Linked DNA regions of Sus scrofa: regions 1 and 3 are each linked to region 2. A link is a contact called in public Hi-C and HiChIP or PLAC-seq data. All regions are on one chromosome and are shown on one strand. The core of a region is the stretch at or near the end of the contact, and the rest is flanking DNA. Distances in the headings are between cores, read along the strand shown.

Evidence for each region. A called contact is a pair of places that touch in the nucleus more often than the background predicts. HiChIP or PLAC-seq counts read pairs in DNA pulled down with a chosen protein or histone mark.
Region 1: a contact with region 2 is called in an H3K27ac HiChIP or PLAC-seq map of alveolar macrophages. The contact joins two enhancer-like sites. A contact is called at or near these places in 2 of 47 Hi-C or Micro-C datasets (liver and skeletal muscle) and 2 of 2 datasets of contacts at active chromatin or transcription factors (alveolar macrophages and skeletal muscle).
Region 3: a Hi-C map of liver shows a contact between it and region 2, with 5 times the contacts expected there. The contact joins two enhancer-like sites. A contact is called at or near these places in 4 of 47 Hi-C or Micro-C datasets (liver and skeletal muscle) and 1 of 2 datasets of contacts at active chromatin or transcription factors (alveolar macrophages).

The regions. Positions count from the first base shown.
Region 1 is chr6:153,282,022-153,284,737 of Sscrofa11.1, reverse strand. The region is part of intron 2 of LOC102165506 (a long non-coding RNA gene); the gene reads right to left. Among named protein-coding and RNA genes, the nearest start is that of FGGY, 70 kb to the right of the region's middle. Within about 2 kb of position 1,302, at least 13 of the 83 cell types and tissues checked have an H3K27ac peak or open chromatin away from gene starts, as enhancers often do. A contact at or near this core is called in alveolar macrophages and liver, where this site is marked.
Region 2 is chr6:153,433,018-153,435,913 of Sscrofa11.1, reverse strand. No RefSeq gene overlaps it. Among named protein-coding and RNA genes, the nearest start is that of FGGY, 220 kb to the right of the region's middle. Within about 2 kb of position 1,568, at least 34 of the 83 cell types and tissues checked have an H3K27ac peak or open chromatin away from gene starts, as enhancers often do. A contact at or near this core is called in alveolar macrophages and liver, where this site is marked.
Region 3 is chr6:153,195,285-153,197,991 of Sscrofa11.1, reverse strand. It overlaps FGGY (FGGY carbohydrate kinase domain-containing protein), which reads left to right. Exons shown (of 16, transcript XM_021097811.1): 2 at 236-393. Among named protein-coding and RNA genes, the nearest start is that of FGGY, 17 kb to the left of the region's middle. Within about 2 kb of position 1,386, at least 8 of the 83 cell types and tissues checked have an H3K27ac peak or open chromatin away from gene starts, as enhancers often do. A contact at or near this core is called in liver, where this site is marked.

The sequences.
Region 1 (2,716 bases), core at 53-2,552, 150 kb after region 2:
ATGGAGGATCAGCTCTAGTCCTTTACCAGCTGTCTGCTAGGGACAAATGACATCTTGCCTCTGAACTTCAATTTATTCGCCATAAAATGGGGATACTCCCCCAAAGAGTGAAGAGATTCTGTGAGATGCCTCCAGCAGACATGTCTCATAAGATGTTCTCCATTTAAAGCTCTCACAAGGAACTTGGCAGGTGCCTTCTTTCAGCTCTGGAGCTTTCTCTCTTCTCTCACTGCCAGCTTATTCCCAGAAATGCCCATGGAAGAAATGCACTGGTCCCAAAGACCATAACATCTTGAAAATGGGATTTAAACAGATGAGAGGAGGGGAGAACAAGCCTTTCAAATGGCAGTAAGTGGGAAATCTTGAATTCTTCCTTTAAAAATTACAGTTTACAAACTGGCAGGGAAGGATAAATTAGAGGATTGGGCCGAACGTATACACACTGCTATATATAAAACAGATAGGTAACAAGGACCTCCTGTATAGCATGGGGTCACCTACTCAATACTGTGTAATAACCTATATGGGAAAAGAATCTGAAAAGGAATGGACATTTGTACATGTATGACTGATTCTCTTTGCTGTACACCTGAAACTAACATGACTTTCTAAGTCAGCTGTATACCAATAAAATTTACTTAAATATAAAATAAAATAAAATTATGGTTTATACTGGGGTAACCTGTTGCCAAGGACATTGTTTGGGAATTCTGGAAAATGAGCTCTGCTGGGACACAGCCAGTCACTGTGTTCTGTGACCCTCACTCTTCTAACAAAGGGGGTTCCTAAAGAAGGGTGTTGCATAAGAGAACACACCCTACACACTGTAGACACAGACAGATCTGGCTTCAAATCTCCATTCCTGTGGCCAACCAGTCAAATGACTTTGACTTCTCTCAGTCTTACTTTCCTTGTCTAGTAAGCAACTTTATTAAATGTACATATCTAATGTGGTTATCCTAAATATTAAACAAAATAAACTACATGAGATTAAATAGGTTGCTTGGTTGATAGTAAGTATTTAAGAAAAGGAAGTTGCTATATTATTAGAACTATCATTATCATTAGTTAATACTAAAACTAATTAAACTAAGTAAAACATTGTTACTGTGTGGACTTCAAGAAAGTAAAGCTCTTTGTACTCTAAGTTGAGATCGGTCTCAGCAGGGGTGCATTTTGAATGGTCCACTTTCTCCAGGACCCACAGCAATGCCCCAAAGAGAGGGTGTCCATCCTGTCTGGCACACAACTTGGGAAGGGAAATTAAGCCCTCCTATGCCCTCTCTCTGGAGTCTCATGTTTTCCTCCTGGCCCTGCCCTGCCTGGCCTAGGTCTGATGGCTGGAGCTGCTGTCCTCTGGGCTCACACTAGTCAAGCAGCCAGGAGGGAGAGGAAACCAAATAAACATGTTTTGCAACAGTACAGCCAGTTTAAGTGAAAGCAATTCTAAATAAGGACAATACAGAGCCTTGGCCGCCTGTTGGCAGCTTCCTCCACACAGGGGTTTGCCATGAAAAACCAAAGGTCAGACTGATAAGCTGGGGGTGTCTGCAACCAGGTTGGCTGGAAGTCCATGACAGGACCTCCTCATTCATCATTTGAATCCATCACAGGCCAGGGAGTGTGGGTACAGGGGCAGAAAATCCAAAGACCCAATCGGGATAGAATCTCAGCTACTCTATTGTGACTTAAGGCTGCCCCTTCACTTTGCTGAACCTCAGATTCCTTATCTATAAGGACATTGGTATCAATATAGATAGATAGATAGATAGATAGATAGATAGATAGATAGATAGGGAAACTCTAACTCATCTTTTCCAGGTTCTGATGGCTGCACAATTCTTGGCTTATGCTTAGTTCAAGGAGAAATAGAGAAACTAGAAACATATCTTCAGACCTACATTAAAGAATTCTGATTCATTGTCTTCCTTTCTATCTCTAATACAGCTTCCCAAAAGGACCAGGATTGGGATTTGCTTCTAGGTTTTAGTACTTGGTTAAAAACAAACAAAAACCCAACAACTTTGATCAAGTGAGTTCTTTTTTTTCTTTTTAAAATTTTTTTATTACAGGTGGTTTACAATGTTCTGTCAGTTTCTGCTGTAGAGCAAAGTGACCCAGTTATACATATATATATGCATACATACACACACACACACACATATATATATACACATACACATTCTTATTCTCACATTATCCTCCATCATGTTCCATCACAAATGATTAGGTACAACAGGATCTCATGGGTCTTTCTTTCTTTTAAAAACTCCTTCATTAAATATTTTCTGAGCACCTATGACCTAGAACCTTCCTGAACTCCTTTCCACTGTGGGGCTAAGGGGTGAGAAAGGGACTGAACCATTGAGAGTTCCGTGGACCCAAGGCAAAAGCTGCAGTTCAAATGACTGGATGGAATTGGGTGGGGACAAGACTGGCAGTTGAAAGAATAACATCTTTATCAAGAAGAACTGGAAGAAATACTAAAACATAGATACCAACACCCAGGAGATCCAAAGGCCTTGGGAACAACAAGGAGTTGGATAAGAAATGCCCAGAGTATGTGTTATTGCTGTACTAAACTTTTGGGTATTGCTTTGTTTGAAAGAGCAGGCTACATTTAAAGGACCTATTTTCAAGGATTGTAGGATCTACCAAGAAAACAGATATGTATACAACAAATTTAAGATGGACTATGAAAATGAAGCTTTAGACA
Region 2 (2,896 bases), core at 319-2,818:
CAGAAAGCTTCCCCTAACCCCTTCCTACATCCCAACCTGAAGTCGAGGTCCCTCCCTGGGCTGTCAGGACAGAGACGCATTCACTTCTCAAGAACTGCATTGTTCACATTGTGCTTCCATGAGATAAAAGCTCTTCGAGGATAAGACTGTCTTTTTTTTTTTTTTTTGGCTTTTTAGGGCCGCACCTGCAGCATATGGAGGTTCCCAGACAAGGGGTCCAATTGGAGCTACAGCTGCCAGCCTACACCACAGCCCAGCAACGCAGGATCCGAGCTATGCCTGCGACCTACACCACAGCTCACGGCAATGCCAGGTGCTTAATCCACTGAGTGAAGCCAGGGATTGAACCCACAACCTCATGGTTCCTAGTCAGATTTATTTCCCCTGCGCCATGACGGGAACTCCAAGACTGTCTCTTAACTCATCCTTTTTTTCCTCTTTCCAAAGCCCCAGCGGTCCTCGGGGACAAGTACCATCTACATCACGAGGGACCTTGGTAGAAATACAAATTCTCAGCATCACCTCACCCCCAACCAGATCTACTGAATCTGAAACTCTAGGGTGAGGCCAGCAAACTGTACTTTTAACGGGTCTTCCAGTCTGAGAAGCCCTGACCTGGAGAGACCCCCCCCCCCCCATTTCATGCCTGATCTCCTGGGACAGCTCCTCACTGAGCTTCAACGGTTACTTTCCAATCTGTTCTCCACACTACAGCCAGATTACTTGGTTGTAACATGTAAGGACCCTGTTCAAAAGCCTTAAGTGGCTTCCTTTTGCCCTTAAAATTAAACGCAGATCCCTCACCATGGCCTACAGGGTCCTCTGTGATCTGGTCTTGCTTTTTTCTCCAGCCTTGCCCTGTATTTCCCCTCCACTAACTCTCCACCACCAGACACACTGGCTTTGCTTTCACATCTCAGACCAGAAGATCCTTCCTGCCTTAGGGTGTCCACCAGGGCCAGGGACAACAGGAGTGAGTCACCTTCTCTGCCCTTCAGGAGGGACGGTCAAGTAGGAGAGACAAATATGGACACAAATAAACATGCAGATTACAGGAAGCAAAGTAACAGTGCTGAGCACATGATAGAGCAGCCAAGATTAATTCCATTTGGGGACTCCCTTTCTGTGGCCACATCCAACTGCTTCTAAAGTTCTAAGGGGCAGGTTGTCCCACATGAACATTCCAACACTAGCCATTCCATCGCCCTGAGCCTCAGTCCCCACGTCTGTAAAATAGGGGCAAGGGAAGGCGCACATCAGGAGGCATGGAAAGCACCCTGGAGCCCAGGACAGGCCTGTGGCAGGGGCTCAGCAGGGTGACAGTTCTCTCTTATCTCTGCAGCAGAGTCAAGTTGTGATCTAGGGAGGCTGTGGGCAGGGGGGAGAGCCCTGAGCCTCAGTAGAAAATTAAGCACGTCCAGAAAAAAATGACGAGCTTGAGGTTAGGCCTAAAGAGAAAGGAAATTTCCCCTCCACACTGAGAAATCTCCCTCCTGTGGGTGTGGTAGCGAATGTGAAAGTGGAACCTCCCTCCTGGCTCCTGCACTTACCAGAAGGGGCAGTGAGGCTTGCAGGGGCCTTACAGAAAAAGCAGCAGCTGAACAGGAACTGGGGCCACCAGTTCTGGGAAGCTGGGGGCTTCTGGGGCAGAGCCCAGAGGCCCAGTGTTTACAAAGTCCAGAAGTACCTGCACCCAGACTGGGTTAGACAGAAACTGAACCGAGGTGAGCCCTTGGCACCGTCCCCCAGAGCTGGAAAGCTGGAGAGAAAGCCAGGATCACTTCTCCCGGGCACAGGGCTCCAGGCTCTTCAGACAAACAGCCGAGCTATAGCCTCTGAGAGGAAGTGGGGAATCCTTCCTCCCAGAGTGGATTAGCTATTCCTTCCTTCATTCACTCACTCCCAATTCCTTCTTCTGTGAAATAGGAAAAAAGAATTCCCTTGCTGTCTCTTTGGAATTCATATAGCAGGGAAGGATGGAAGAAGGTTTGCTGTAGAGCTCAAATGAGATAATGAATTCAGTCATCATTTAATGTGTACTAACTAAGCACCTGCTGTAATAATAATAAGGACACTTACGGAGTGCTTCGTTATTCCTTACAAGCACTCTCTGAGGTAGCTGCTGTTATTTCCATTTATGGATGAGGAAACTGCGGCTCTGAGAGGTGAACTTGTTTAGATCACACTGCTCGTCAGTGCTAGAGCTGGGATTTGAACATGAGCAGACTCTGAACTTGTCCTGGGTGCAGAGCTACAAACAGGGCCCAGGCCTTATCTCCGGCACTAGAGAGAGGGCATCTTCAAGGTCGGGAATGATCATCTATTAACCAGAATCTGCAAATTCTAGACCACAGCCCAGGGTGCAGTGGCTGATCACTAAATGTGGGTGGGCAACTTAAAACAAAGTGAAATGAAGCAATCTGGTGGGGCAGAGAAGGAAGCAGACAGACAGCACTGTGATGTAACAGGTAGGTGCCTGCAAAGGGCTCCCTGGAGTTTGCGCTGGGTCAGTGTGTACCAGTCAGGGTCTCAATGGCCCATCCACTTAGTGTATTCAGAGGAGGGCTTATCTGCAAAGCTACAGATGTGGAAGAATCACAAGGGAGAAACAGGAGCTTAGTAGTTGCCAAACATTTGCCACAAGGGGAGTGAGAGTCCTGCAGAGCCAACCACCTTAAGAGGAGCAGCAAGGGTCATGGCCAGGTCCAGAGGACTTACAACGAGGAACTCATTCCCTCTCTCCTTCTGAAGCTCCTGATTGGTGAAGAATCCACTAATGCCATCTCCATGGGCCAACCTCCTGGGCACAGAGCAAATGGAGAAAGCTGGAGTATAGATCTAAAAGGGAAAATAAAAGATACTCTGCACATCTTAGGGAGAAGGTGCAGGTATTTAC
Region 3 (2,707 bases), core at 137-2,636, 240 kb after region 2:
CTGTCAAGTACCTGTACTTTTCCTCCAATGTGTATTTTTTGGAAAAGCCAATGGAGAACCAGGTTATTGCCAGATTATCTCCTTCCTTCCCTTCCCAAACTTTCTTTCCATCTTACAACATGTGGGAGTTGTTTAAAGTGGTATTTAATTCTTGTTGTTAAGGAGACTGAAGTGGACCAGCATACTCATTGCTTTTATCTTTTTCTTCCCAAACTTCCCAACCCCCTGACTGCAGTATAACTAAGTAAATGAATTGTGTGGGACGCGTGTACCTGGGTTCCCAGCCAAAGCCAGAGATCAAAGCAGAGAGAGGATATTGAGCTTCCTCCCAGATCCCCGAGACGCTGTCCCGACAGTCCTGGAGGAGTGGCTCTTTCGGAAATAGGACTGCAGGTAAGCTCATTCACTCGGGAGGGTTATAGGCTTAGGAAACAATGTTATTGCTATTTGGTCATTTCGAGGAAAAGAGGAGGAGAATATAGCAGAACAGCCCCTGGAGATTGGTTTTCAGCGCCGTCTCTGCAGCAGGATCTCTCCTTAGGATCCCGTGAATAGTTTTGCAGAGACCTGCCTCTCTGGGACCCTCTTCCCTTTTCTCACGCTTCCTCTGATCAGCTTGCACATTTGTTGAAGACTCAGCCGTGAAGCCTGTGGTTTCCTGTGGCACATTTCTAATAATATTTGGACAGGCTATCATTTAATGAACCACGTAAATATTTATCACAAGAGCAGTCTTTTGATCATGAACAGGGGCTAAAAACCAGTCCAGTCCGTGCTGGGGACTTGGCCGGGAGGCCGTTCCTGCCCTTCGGAGCCTTCAGTCGACTGAGAAGTTAGGTAAGGCTCTGGACATGTGTGCAGGCCGCTTGAATTTCTCTCTGTAGCTTTTCTTTCTCTTGGCCTCCCCAGTCCATGTCCTTCTTTCTCGGTCTGACCTGCCTCCCCAGATCCCCATCAGTTGTTTTTCCTTTTAGAGAATTGATCTCCGCCTGAAATGAATGAGCTGGGACCAACCTTCTGACCATCACCACTCATAAATCAGGCTCCGGAGCCCCACTGTCCTAGCCTGGAGCCCCAGCTTCTCTGATTTTGTGCTCTGTGGCCTTAAATAGCTTTATTGCGGAGAACCTCAATCCCCTTACCTGGAAAATGGGCTCATAGTGCCTACCTCACAGGGTTGTCACGAGGACGAAGTGAAAATTACAGAATCAGGTGGGTGACTGGCAGAGCATAGCTTAATAAATGCTATTGTTGCTGCTTTTGTTGTTGTTGTTGAAGAAGTGGTTGAAGGATTCTGTTTTCATTTTTAAGCTGGTGTGTGGAAAGAGCCCTAAACGTGCCTTAAGAGGCCAGGGTTCAAGTCCAGGTGCTGCTCTTGTTTACTCTTTGTGTCACTTGGGGTAAATTCCCCCATCCGTCTGAGGTATAAAATGCTGATAGGTTTATCAGCTTGATTGAATTTCAGTCAGAAGAGATGAACAAATGTATGAAAGCGCCAGACATGCACAAGGATCCTAATCCTTTTTTTTAAAAAAAAAACAGAAAAAGGAATAATGTTTTCCATTTTGCAGTTACTTTATTTTTTGAGGCCAAGAGGAACTGGAACACAGTTTGGCATCTAGGACACAGCAGCGAGGACTCATGACCCAGGAACAAAGGGCACAGAGGGATCGACAAAGAATCTGAGTTGCAGAAAATCCTCTGGCAGAGTTTTTATAACTCACGGGGTCAAGTTTCAGGGTAGCTGCCCGAGGGTTTGAACTTCTCTGCTTCCCTGCTTTCAGAGCCCAGGTGTGGAAACAATCATAAAGCGATCGCTGAAAACGATAGTAATGGGAAACACGGTGAACCTGAACTATTTAATTAGGATCTGTTTCTTACAGAAACATGAACTGGGAGCTGTGTGTGAACGGTGCAGGGCGAATGTAACACCCTGATCCCCTGGGTCTGATTCTCTTCCCAATGGATGTCTTGGTCGTATGGTCTAGAAATGGGTAGGGGGCCAGAGAGAAGTAGGTAGGAGCCTAGGTAGGAGTGGGTCAGTCTCTACAGGTGGCAGGTGTCCTGAGTTAGCCAGTTGTAGCCAAAGTAGGCAGGGACACCTAGCAGAGCCCTTGGCAAATAGGCGTTTAATAAAATGGAGGGTAACAGGCAGTAGAGCGTTCTAAGGACAGGTAGGGATGCTGGACCAGAGGGAATGAGATTGCTGTCACCTCTGTGACTCGCTAGTTGTACGACATTAGAGCGAGTTGCTTTACCCGTCTAGAACTCATTTTCTGCATCAGTAAGATGGGGATGTAACGGTAATTATCATCCAGGGTTGGTATCAGGATAAAAAGTGGATTAGAAATGTAAGCAAGGTGGTTAGTGGAGCATTGGATACACAGCAAATTTGTACCTTTTATTATTTACCTAAAGGTAGGTTATAAAGGTATCCGCTGAGTCCCAGAGACTTGGTGAGTTCGTGCTCTGTGCCAGAAACTGTGCTGGCACCAGGGATTCATCTGTGGTCCAGCAGCAGTGGAGTTAACTGTCTACTGGCAAAGCTCTACTTTCTATCCAGGGAGGGGGTGGGGTTCTTCTGAAGAGTGGGTTCTTTCCTGTTTAGCCAAGTGATGGGTCCACAACCCAGAGCTGGAGTAAGCCCTGGGTCAGCTGCAGAGTAGAAATCTGCCTCTTTGGGTTTGACTGGGAATAAATCAGGTGG